Linked DNA regions of Sus scrofa: region 2 is linked to region 1. The links are chromatin contacts, called in public HiChIP or PLAC-seq maps. All regions are on one chromosome and are shown on one strand. The core of a region is the stretch at or near the end of the contact, and the rest is flanking DNA. Distances in the headings are between cores, read along the strand shown.

Evidence for each region. HiChIP or PLAC-seq counts read pairs in DNA pulled down with a chosen protein or histone mark.
Region 2: an H3K27ac HiChIP or PLAC-seq map of alveolar macrophages shows a contact between it and region 1. The contact joins the promoter of RTFDC1 here to the promoter of CSTF1 in region 1. A contact is called at or near these places in 1 of 5 promoter capture datasets (liver), 16 of 47 Hi-C or Micro-C datasets (alveolar macrophages, blood, embryonic fibroblasts and 8 more) and 2 of 2 datasets of contacts at active chromatin or transcription factors (alveolar macrophages and skeletal muscle).

What each region holds. Positions count from the first base shown.
Region 1 is chr17:56,970,979-56,975,927 of Sscrofa11.1, reverse strand. It overlaps CSTF1 (cleavage stimulation factor subunit 1), which reads right to left and starts at 3,405. Exons shown (of 7, transcript NM_001110430.1): 1 at 3,354-3,405; 2 at 3,082-3,164; 3 at 167-364. The coding sequence starts at 335. It also overlaps a transcript of AURKA not described here.
Region 2 is chr17:57,039,613-57,044,605 of Sscrofa11.1, reverse strand. It overlaps RTFDC1 (replication termination factor 2 domain containing 1), which reads right to left and starts at 3,639. Exons shown (of 9, transcript NM_001110432.1): 1 at 3,471-3,639. The coding sequence starts at 3,539.

The DNA of each region.
Region 1 (4,949 bases), core at 2,156-4,655:
GTAACAATGGCAGAAAGCTCCAGATGATTCGTATACCGATCCTTTGCCCAGAACCGGCTGGACACCATCACAATCTGGATCTCTGCCTACTCCTTCACCCTCTAGCACTGGTGGAAAACATCTGAAACCTTGTCACGGACACAAGGAACTTGCACGCACGAGTTACCTAGTTTGATGAGATGCAGGAGCTGCTCTGAGGGTGCACAGACAGACTGAGGCTTGATTTCGTTGATGAGGCCATTAGCAATGCTGATGTAGCCATCATAGAGCAGCTGGCTGATGATCAGCTTGTAGAGCTGCTGACGGTCCTTCAAACCCACTTTGGTTCTGTACATCTTAGAGAGGAAGACAGTTTCCCTGCCAGCTGCAAGAGAGAAGGCAAGCGGATGATGAAGGGCAGAGGCACTGGGCTATCACAGAAGCAACACAGGAATCTGGTCAGACCTTCAGGGCTGAAACCCCAGCTCTATCAGCTGCGTTTATTCGGTCCACAGCCCTGTTTCTCTGGGAGCAGGTTCACAGCTGTTAAATAGGTTCGTGAAGGTTCAACAAGATGGTGCATGCAGAGCATGGAGCGCAGCGGCACGAAGAAACTGTTCAAATCCTGTTAGCCAATATTTACAGTGAGACCTCTCTTCTTCAACTTTTCTTTTCTGCCAAACTACCCACCTGTGATTTTTATTCTTTACTGCTATCCCAGAACCTTCCATTTCTTCTGTTAATAAAACACTGGCTCATATTTGCAATGGGAAAGACAGCTGGTATCGTCAGATGTCTAGACACTACTGCCTGCACCAGCTGAGCTGTTAGGTTTACTTATGTTCATTCTTAACATATGTTTTAAGGCAACTAAGCTTGTTAAATTCTATGATTTCCTTAGGCAGTAAATCAAAACATGAGAGCTAAAAAGCTACTGTGCTATGAAAATGAAATCAAGTTGAACGCTTCGGAAAGATTCAAAGATCAATGGCTTAATAAAATACTGGCAGAGCTCCCGTCGTGGTGCAGTGGTTAATGAATCCGACTAGGAACCATGGGGTTGCGGGTTCGATCCCTGGCCTTGCTCAGTGGGTTAAGGATTGGGCGTTGCTGTGAGCTGTAGGTGTAGGTCGCAGATAAAATACTGGCAAATGGGATATGGTGAAACAACTATAAAAGGAAAAATGTGAAGGGCTATGCACTCAGGCTGATTTATAAGGGCTCAAGTTTTCCCTTGTCTTAGAGAAAAAAACTAGATGCTGGTTTTCGGTTTGTGCAAAAACAAAAACAAACTCCAAATGGTGGACATGATTAGATAACTTGATTATAAAAATCAATGTCTGTACATAAATGTACGTCTGTACAGATGCCGGAAGGCTGCCGGGGCAAACAGCAATAAAGAATAAAAGTCAAAAAAAAAGGGGGGGGGTTCCCATCGTGGCGCAGTGGTTAACAAATCCGACTAGGAACCATGAGGTTGCGGGTTCGGTCCCTGCCCTTGCTCAGTGGGTTAACGATCCGGCGTTGCCGTGAGCTGTGGTATAGGTTGCAGACGTGGCTCGGATCTCGCGTTGCTGTGACTCCGGCGTAGGCCAGTGGCTACAGCTCCGATTGGACCCCTAGCCTGGGAACCTTCATATGCCGCAGGAGCGGCCCAAAGAAATAGCAAAAAGACAAAAAAAAAAAAAAAAAAAGAATAAAAGTCATGGAGAAGAGACTTGTGGTTGCCGAGGGGGAGGGGGTGGGGTGGACTGGGAGCTTGGGGTTAATCCATGCAAACTATTGCCTTTGGAATGGATTAGCAATGAGATCCTGCTGTGTAGCACTGGGAACTATGTCTAGTCACTTACGATGGAGCATGATAATGTGAGAAAAAAGAATGTATACATGTATGTGTAACTGGGTCACCATGCTGTATGGGAGAAAAAAAAATTGTATTGGGGAAATAACAACAACAACAAAAAGTCAAAGGCAGATAGGTAGCTGTGGCAGAGGAGAAAACTGGAAGGCAGAAGCACAGGAGAGATGACTATGAAAAAGGGCAGTGAGTGGGCAGCTAACACTGGTATCTACTGGTATTGTTGTACCTCACAGGGGTGACTGCAAGTGGGAGGTGTTGTGGGGAACAGTGTTTTTTAACTACACACTGCCCCCTGGAGAATTACTGAGGCTAATGATAATAAGAAGAGCTAACATTTATTGAGTTTTTTTTTTTTTACCATGTTTCCTCTCAATTAATCCTCAACACCCTATAAAGGAGGTTCAGTAATCCTGTTTACAGGTGAGGAGGGGCAATAGCTTGGCCAAGGTCTACTGCCCAAGGAACGTGAATTAGAATGCAGGTGATTTGACTCTAGAGACTGTGCTGTTTCCACTGCCTGTAGTGCTCCTTAAAAACTTAATGAACCAGTAAAAATCCATTAGACATTTAATACAGTAATACACATGTTGTAAGCAACTAATATGCATTACCTTGTTCAGTCCTCATCAAATCTCATTTTAGAGGTAGGCAACCTGAGGCCCAGAGAGATTAACTTAACCCAGGACCCAAGAGCTTGTAAATGGCAGAACCTGAACCTTAAACTAATCTATTTGAGCCCAGAGCCTGAGTTCTTACTGTGCTGCACTGATGAGTGTTAATACCAACAGCTAACATTTACTAAGCAATTGCCAAACACCACGCTAAACTCTTAAGATATATTTAAAGTATACGGAGAAAAAACAAATTATATATATACACACACATATATACATACACCCACTAGGACACAACATTGATGATCAAACTGGCTCAAAAAGGTTAGGAAACACTGCAAACAGAATGCTGCTGCGAAACTCGTCCAAGGTTAAAGTGGCCACTGGGATTGCCCACACCAGAGCCCAGAGCTTGAGCACTATTCCATCCTGTATCTCCACTTAAGCCAGGAGCATCAGGAGGCGTACCAAAAGGTTAAAATAAGAAAGACAGGACAAGCCCTGCTTCCCAACTCCCAAAGAACGTTCGCTCGCTGGGCGAGTAAGTGCCTAATTACCATCCCCAGTTTGCAGGTGAAGGGGCTGCGGCCAGAGGATAGGAAGAGGCCCACCCAGGACTGGTCGTACCTGGAGTTGGAAGGAGCACCGCGGCGAGAACACAGACGCCCCCCTCACCGTACGTTCCGCTATCACCCGGACCTAAAGGCCAACTGGGGATGGAGAGAGAGTGAGAGCGAGGCCTTTGAAGAGGAGGAGCAAATGCAGCCTTAGCCTGGCAACTCAGGGCACAGGCCGCATCGCTCACCGTCGACCCTTCCCGCCTCGCCCCTTCCTGTGGTCTCCCAAAGGGCCCAGCCGACCGCACCAGCCACTCTCCGCGAAACCCGGGCCCCCCATACCCGCTCTCTCCGGTCTCCCGCTCTCTCCTAGAAAAATGGAGACGCGAATCCTGCCCAATCGATCGCTCCGCGTGCACGTGCACTGCGCACGCGCAAAGGGCGTCGCGCCGAGCGCTGCGCTATCGATCGAACCCACTCGTTCCTGCCCTTCTCGCCATCTTACTCACGGGCGTGTTCGGGAGGTTCGTTCACCTCCTCAGACTTTATCTCCTACGCGGGGGCCCTGACGCCAAAGCCCTGCTGTCTCACCGATAAATGTCAGACCAGGAGAGCCCTGTGGGCTCTCGAACGGCCTCGGATGTGGCGGGCCGTTGGCTCCACCACTTCCGGGGCCTCACGGAGGAAGTACGCCTGCGCGCCGCCTCTCCTGGGCTGTGACTCAAGCCGGCGAGTTGGCCTTGAACCAATGAAAAGGTAGCGCCTCTCTGACTCAGGCCAATCAGCTTTCGGCTAAGAGGGTTTAACTCCTATTTAAAATGAAGACTTTGCGTCCTAACGGCTGAGCCCTCTGGAGGAAGCGCTGTTTTCAAGTTGGAGGTGAGAACCCCTAGGTGCGTAGCCCCGGAGCAGCTCTCAGGAGGGCGGGCAGCCGCTGGGTGGGTGGCCTCAGCGAGAGGGTGGGAGGGAAGCGGGTGGTGGGGCTGCGGGGCTTGCATGGGAGGGTCGGGGCGAGAAAGGGTCCCCCTGCACCCCCCCCCCGGCCCCGCGCCCCAGCCTGGTGCTTCCCCAGAGCCCTCCCCTCTGCTCCTGGTCCCGAGGCGCCCTGTAAGACGCCACTTGGTGTTATTAAACGCCTGGAGTGGATGGGGTTGTTGAGCTGGTGGGGTGGGCAGTGTGCTTTCAGTGAGCACCTGGGTGAGAAAAATAAAGTTTTTTATTGTCTTGGAGTGTACGTGCTTGGGGGGCGGTGGAGAGCAGGCGACGAACTTAGGGAGGTATCGATAGTGGTGAATGTTAGGCACGGGGGCGACCTTAGACTAGCTGCAAAGGCTCGTGTCCGGGCCGGTTGGGTGAGTGGGTGAGTAAATAACTTCTCGGAAGAGGCCTTCGCGGGCCAGTGCTTCTCAAACTGTAGACCTTGGACTGCCTTTATCAGGACTGCTTGAGGATCCTTGGGAAAAAGTAGGGTCCCACCTAATGGATCAGAAGTGCTTGGGCTTAGGACTCAGGTGTCTGTGTTTTTGTCAAGCTGTGCAGGTGGTTCTGATGGTTCATTGAGAACCTGTGATCTAGCCCAGCGCTCGATGGTTATCTGGGGATGTTGAAATGCGGGAACGGGGATGTTGAAATGCGGGAACTGGTTTGTTAGGTCTGGGATCGGACCTGAAAAGTTTCCATTTCTAACAAACGTCCTGGCTACCACCCTTGAGCAGGAGGCAGTAAAAGTCACCCTTAACGTTCCCTTTTCTTTGAATTATGCACCTTATTTCCTTTCCATGCTTCATTTTTTCCAGGCATTTGTAGGTTTGACAAAGAAAGAAAAAGTCTAAACCCACAGTGCTATTAAATATCGACTTTCCTATTTAGACCAGTAGGATCTCTGGTGTGAACTGCAGGGATCTCGTGCAGGTCCTCTGCATTTGACTCCTGTGCTTG
Region 2 (4,993 bases), core at 2,390-4,889, 68 kb before region 1:
ATTTTTTTATTATTTATTTGTTTGTTTGTTTGTTTTTTAGGGCCACACCTGCTGCATATAGAGGCTCCCAGGCTAGGGGTCGAATCAGAACTAACTGTAGCTGCCAGCCTACACCACAGACACAGCAACGCAGGATCCAAGCCTCATCTGCCACCTACACCACAGCTCATGGCAATGCTGGATCCTCAACCCACTGAGTGAGGCCAGGGATTGAACCCAAATCCTCAGGGATACCTGTCAGGTTCATACTTGCCAGCCACAACGGGAACTCCCTGATTTTTGTTTTTTAAATCAAAGACAGTAACACATGGAGTCCCCACCGTGGCACTGTGGGTTAAGAACCTGACTACAGTGGCTCGGGTTACAAGGCAGGTGCAGGTTTGATCCCTGGCCTGGTGCAGTGGGTTAAGGACTCAGCGTTGCCACAGCTGTAGTGTAGGTTGCCGCTGCGGCTCAGATTCAATCCCTGGCCTGGGAACTTCCATATGCTTCAGGTACAGTCATAAAATTAAAAAAGAAAAGGAGTGACACACAAAGCTGGATGTAATACTACGTCAAATAAAGGCCTCGCCATACACGACACGTACAAAGAAAGAGTTTACATCATCAAGTCATTAAATTGTTTATGCTAGTTGCTTATAAATACTAATGTCTGCATCTTGACAGTCAGTTAGAAGGCCACACACAAAAAACAAGCAGTACGGGTTAATTTCCAACAATGGGAAAGGCTCCAAAATTGGAGCAGAATTTAAGGACAAAGAATTGAGAAGACAGGCACTTTCTAAAAGTTAAGCACAAAGATGTATAGTTTTTATAAAATTACTAATTTAATAGAAGTGTCTTTTGCAAACTGTTCACTGCATGGAATATCAAAAAAAAAAAAAAAATCCCGATATAAGAGTTTCCACAGCCCTCAAATGATATTTTTACCTATTTAATATTCCATGTCCCACTCTTTCCCCTTCCTAAAATGTCCAAGATGAATAATGTAACAGGATGGCACGTTTGGGAGAAAATAAGGAAATAAAAGAAAAAAAAATTAAATTCCCTTTAACTTAAATTTTGCAGGAATGACTACTTAAGTGTTTACTCTGTGCCAGGCACCGTGCTAAACAGTTTCTGTGACTGAATCTCTTAGTCCTCATAAAACACCTATGAATGAATATTTTTACCTTGGTCGTTGAGGAAATGGAGGTACCACTAAGTCAGGTCACACACACAAGCAGACATGGGAGCTAGGATAAAAACCCAGGTGGGGGGAGTTCCCGTCGTGGCGCAGTGGTAAACGCATCCGACTAGGAACCCTGAGGTTGCGGATTCGATCCCTGGCTTTGCTCAGTGGGTTAAGGATCCAGCATTGCCGTGAGCTGTGGTGTAGGTTGCAGATGCGGCTGGATCCCGAGTTGCTGTGGCTGTGGTGTAGGCTGGCGGCTGCAGCTCCGATTCGACCCCTAGCCTGGGAACCTCCATATGCCGCAGAAGCAGCCCAAGAAATGGCAAAAAGACAAAAAACAAAAAAACAAACCCAGGTGGGCTGGCGCTAAAGACCATGCTTTTCATCACTACTCTCTATTTCTATTATTTTGTTGTAATTATTCTATAACTTTAAAATTTTACTTATTTGTTTCATTGAAGTGTGGTTAATTTACGAGGTTGTGTTAGTTGCAGGCATACAGTATAGTTATTCAGGGTTTTTGCTGCTTATAATTCATTACAGGTTACTAAAAGATACTGGGTCTAATTGCCTTGCTATACACTAAGTCCTTGCTGCCCACCTATCTTATGTATAGTACCTCGTATCTGTCAATTTGTCCCTAATTATCTCCTAATTTGTCCCTCCCCTCTATTATTTAAAATAAAAACAAACAAACCCCCACCACACTGTCGTAGCTATTGTCCTATTCATTCCCCACATCAAGAGCCACACTTTGGCTAAAGGATCCAGCATTGTCACTGCTGTGGCTCCAGTGGCTGCTGTGGTGTGGTGTGGGTTTGATCCCTGGCGTAGGAACTTCTGGATGACACAAGTGCGGCCAAAAAAAATTTAAAAAGAAAAGCAGCAGAAAAAGGCAGAGTGATTAGAAATGAGATGTATTTTGGCTACAGTGGACCGGGATGAGATGACATTTGTGTAAAGACTTGAAGCATTTAAAAACAAACAAACAAAAAAACCCAAAAAACAAAAACCCAAGTGATATGAGTATCTCAGTGAAGAACACAGGTTGAGGAAATTATACTCCGGGTTGAGGAACAAGGCCTATATAGCTGGAAGAGAAAGGGTGGGAAAGGGGCATTAGATAAGATATAAAGAGAGGCAGAGGGTCTGATCACACAAGGTCTGTGAGAATTTTACCGTGAATACAATGAGAAGCCACTTGAGTGATTTAAACACAATAGTGATACACGTAATTTATTTTTAAAAAAGACTTCTCTAGGGAGTTCCCAATTCGGCACAGCGGAAACTAATCTGGCCAGTATCCATGAGGATGTGGCTTCAGATCCCTGGCCTTGTTCAGTGGGTCGGGGATCCTTTGTTGCTATGGCTGTGGTATAGACTGGCAGCTGTAGCTCCGATTCAACCCCTAGCCTGGGAACTTCCATGGGCCGCACATGCGGCCCTAAAAAGCAAAAAAAAAAAAAAAAAAAAAAAAAAAAAAAAAAAAATCCTCTTTGGCTGCTGAATGGAGTCACAGTGTGTCAGTCACTTGGTCACTTGTATTAGGTGCTTTACACACCTACTATTATTAAAAAGCAATTACTAGTGCTAACTCTGAAATCCTGAATAACTGGATGGGAATCCTGTTATTACCTACCAATTGTGTGATCTTGGTCGTGTTACTGACTCAATTTCCCTATAAATTATAATTGGCTCAATCACTTTTCAGAATTAGGGATTATCCACTCATTCATTTATTCACTATATTTACTGTACCAGGAACCCTGCTACTTGTAAAGGGGAAAGAGATGCAGCCTCTGCAATCGTCTGAGATCAACATTCATTGACCGGAACGCTGTGTACACGGGGGTAAGACAGTTTTTAGAGGAGGCCCTGATCTCACAGGGAGCGGTTTGAGAAGACTTTACTGAGGAAACGAAGTTAGGGTGTACAAAACAGCAGCAGACAGCAGACAGACTTCAAATCCTGGCTCTCCTACTGACTAGCTCTGCAACCTTTTCCTCTTAGATCGCAATTTCCAGGTCTGAAAAGAGAGACTAATGACAGTATGTACCCCTAGGGCTCTTGTAAGAGTTACAAGAGCAATGCCACATTATGCGTACTGCCGGGTGAATGCCACACGCTCAGTAAAGGTCCGTTATTGATACTGCGGTTAATTTTGAGTTTTGAAAGGTATAATTGAGCTTCGTTGACGGTAGAACCCCTCTAGCTCCCCCTCCCACCTCCCTTCTCTCCCCGGGGAGCTCTGCATGCCTCAGAAGCCCCCGGACCCCACTGGGCCCCTGTCACTGACCTTCTCAACCTTCTTCGGCCCCTTCACCAGCTCGTGCCTCTTGGGGATTGTGCCTCCGTCGCAACCCATAGCAAGCCAAGAGTCAGAGTCCGCAGTAATTCCCCCTAGCAGCCACTTCCGGGGTCCCTAGCGAGCGCAATCGTCACTTCCGGCGCGCCGCGTGACGCAAACCGCTAGTCGCGACGGGGCGGGGGACGGGGCGGGGCTTTTGCCAAGCCCCGGTTGCCATGGAGAGCGTCTTTAGGCATTGGGCGTGGCCCAGCCGCTGGGGCTGTTGCAAAGCGCCGGCAGGGCTTTGTGAGTGTGTCTGGTGTCAAGAGTTCTCCCACTCCCGCGCCGCCGCTGCCGCCCTTCCCTTCCTTTTTCCGATGGGCGCTGGATTTCTGCTGCACCCGCCAAATCGCTCGCCCACGCTCCGGGGGCGAGGGGCCCGCAAATCGCTCGCCCACGCTCCGGGGGTGAGGGGCCCGCACTAGTCGAGGTGGCTCAGGGTCACCCGCCGCTCCTGGGCCCCGTTGCACCCTAGCCTCTCTGACTGTGGGCAGATATCCCCAGACTGGGAGTAAGAGCAAGGAAGGGCTGCATTTTATTACTGCAATTACTGATGAATATGAATGGATCGTTCCTTCAGTTACCGTTGGTGTGTTCAAAAGAGAATGCATCTTTTTATTGAGCCTTAGGTATGACCTAAGCAGGTAAATCCTTTAAAGTGGTGTTGGATGAGGCTGTGGAGGAGTAAGATTCTCTTACGGTCTGAAACTTCTGACACTGCCGTGTATATTGTATAGGTACACGCAGTTTGTGCGTGTATGTATTTCATTCACCGCATCCTGAAGCCCTGGCTAAAAGATGTTTTTATTTATTAAAAAAGGGGCGTATTATAAATTAAAAGTAAAAAGTAAATTTAAAAAAGAAACAGCAAGTCTAACAGACGCAGATTTATAAATCATACACTGATGGCACCACACCTTTCCTAGGGCTGTATTACATCTATAAAGAGAACATAAATCCCTTGCAAACTCCCTGTTAAAATTCATGATTGCCTGCTCCCCTGCCCTTGACTATCTCTCCATTTGTTCATTTAATTATTAGAAATAGGAGTTTCCGTCTTGGCTCAGTGGAAACGAATCCCATTAGGAACCATGAGGTTGCAGGTTCAATCCCTGCAGCTCAGTAGGTTAAGGATCCGGTGTTGCTGTGAGCTGTGGTGTAGGGGTGTAGGTCATAGACGAGGCTCTGATCTGGTGTTGCTGTGGCTGTGATTAGACCCCTAGCCTGGGATTAGACCCCTAACCTGGGAACTTCCATATGCCATGGGTGCGGCCCTAAAAAGACAAAAAGAAAAGGAAATATTAGCGGAAAGCCTATCCTCTGTCAGTAAAGCAGCCCTTTATGATTGGATGTTACCATGATGACCAAAGTGAAATGTAAAAAAGCTGAAACTATTCGCCACTTGGGAACAGAAAACACAGTATATGTGGATATGAAAACTTTAAGGGTTATAAGAGTGGGTTATCTGTTAC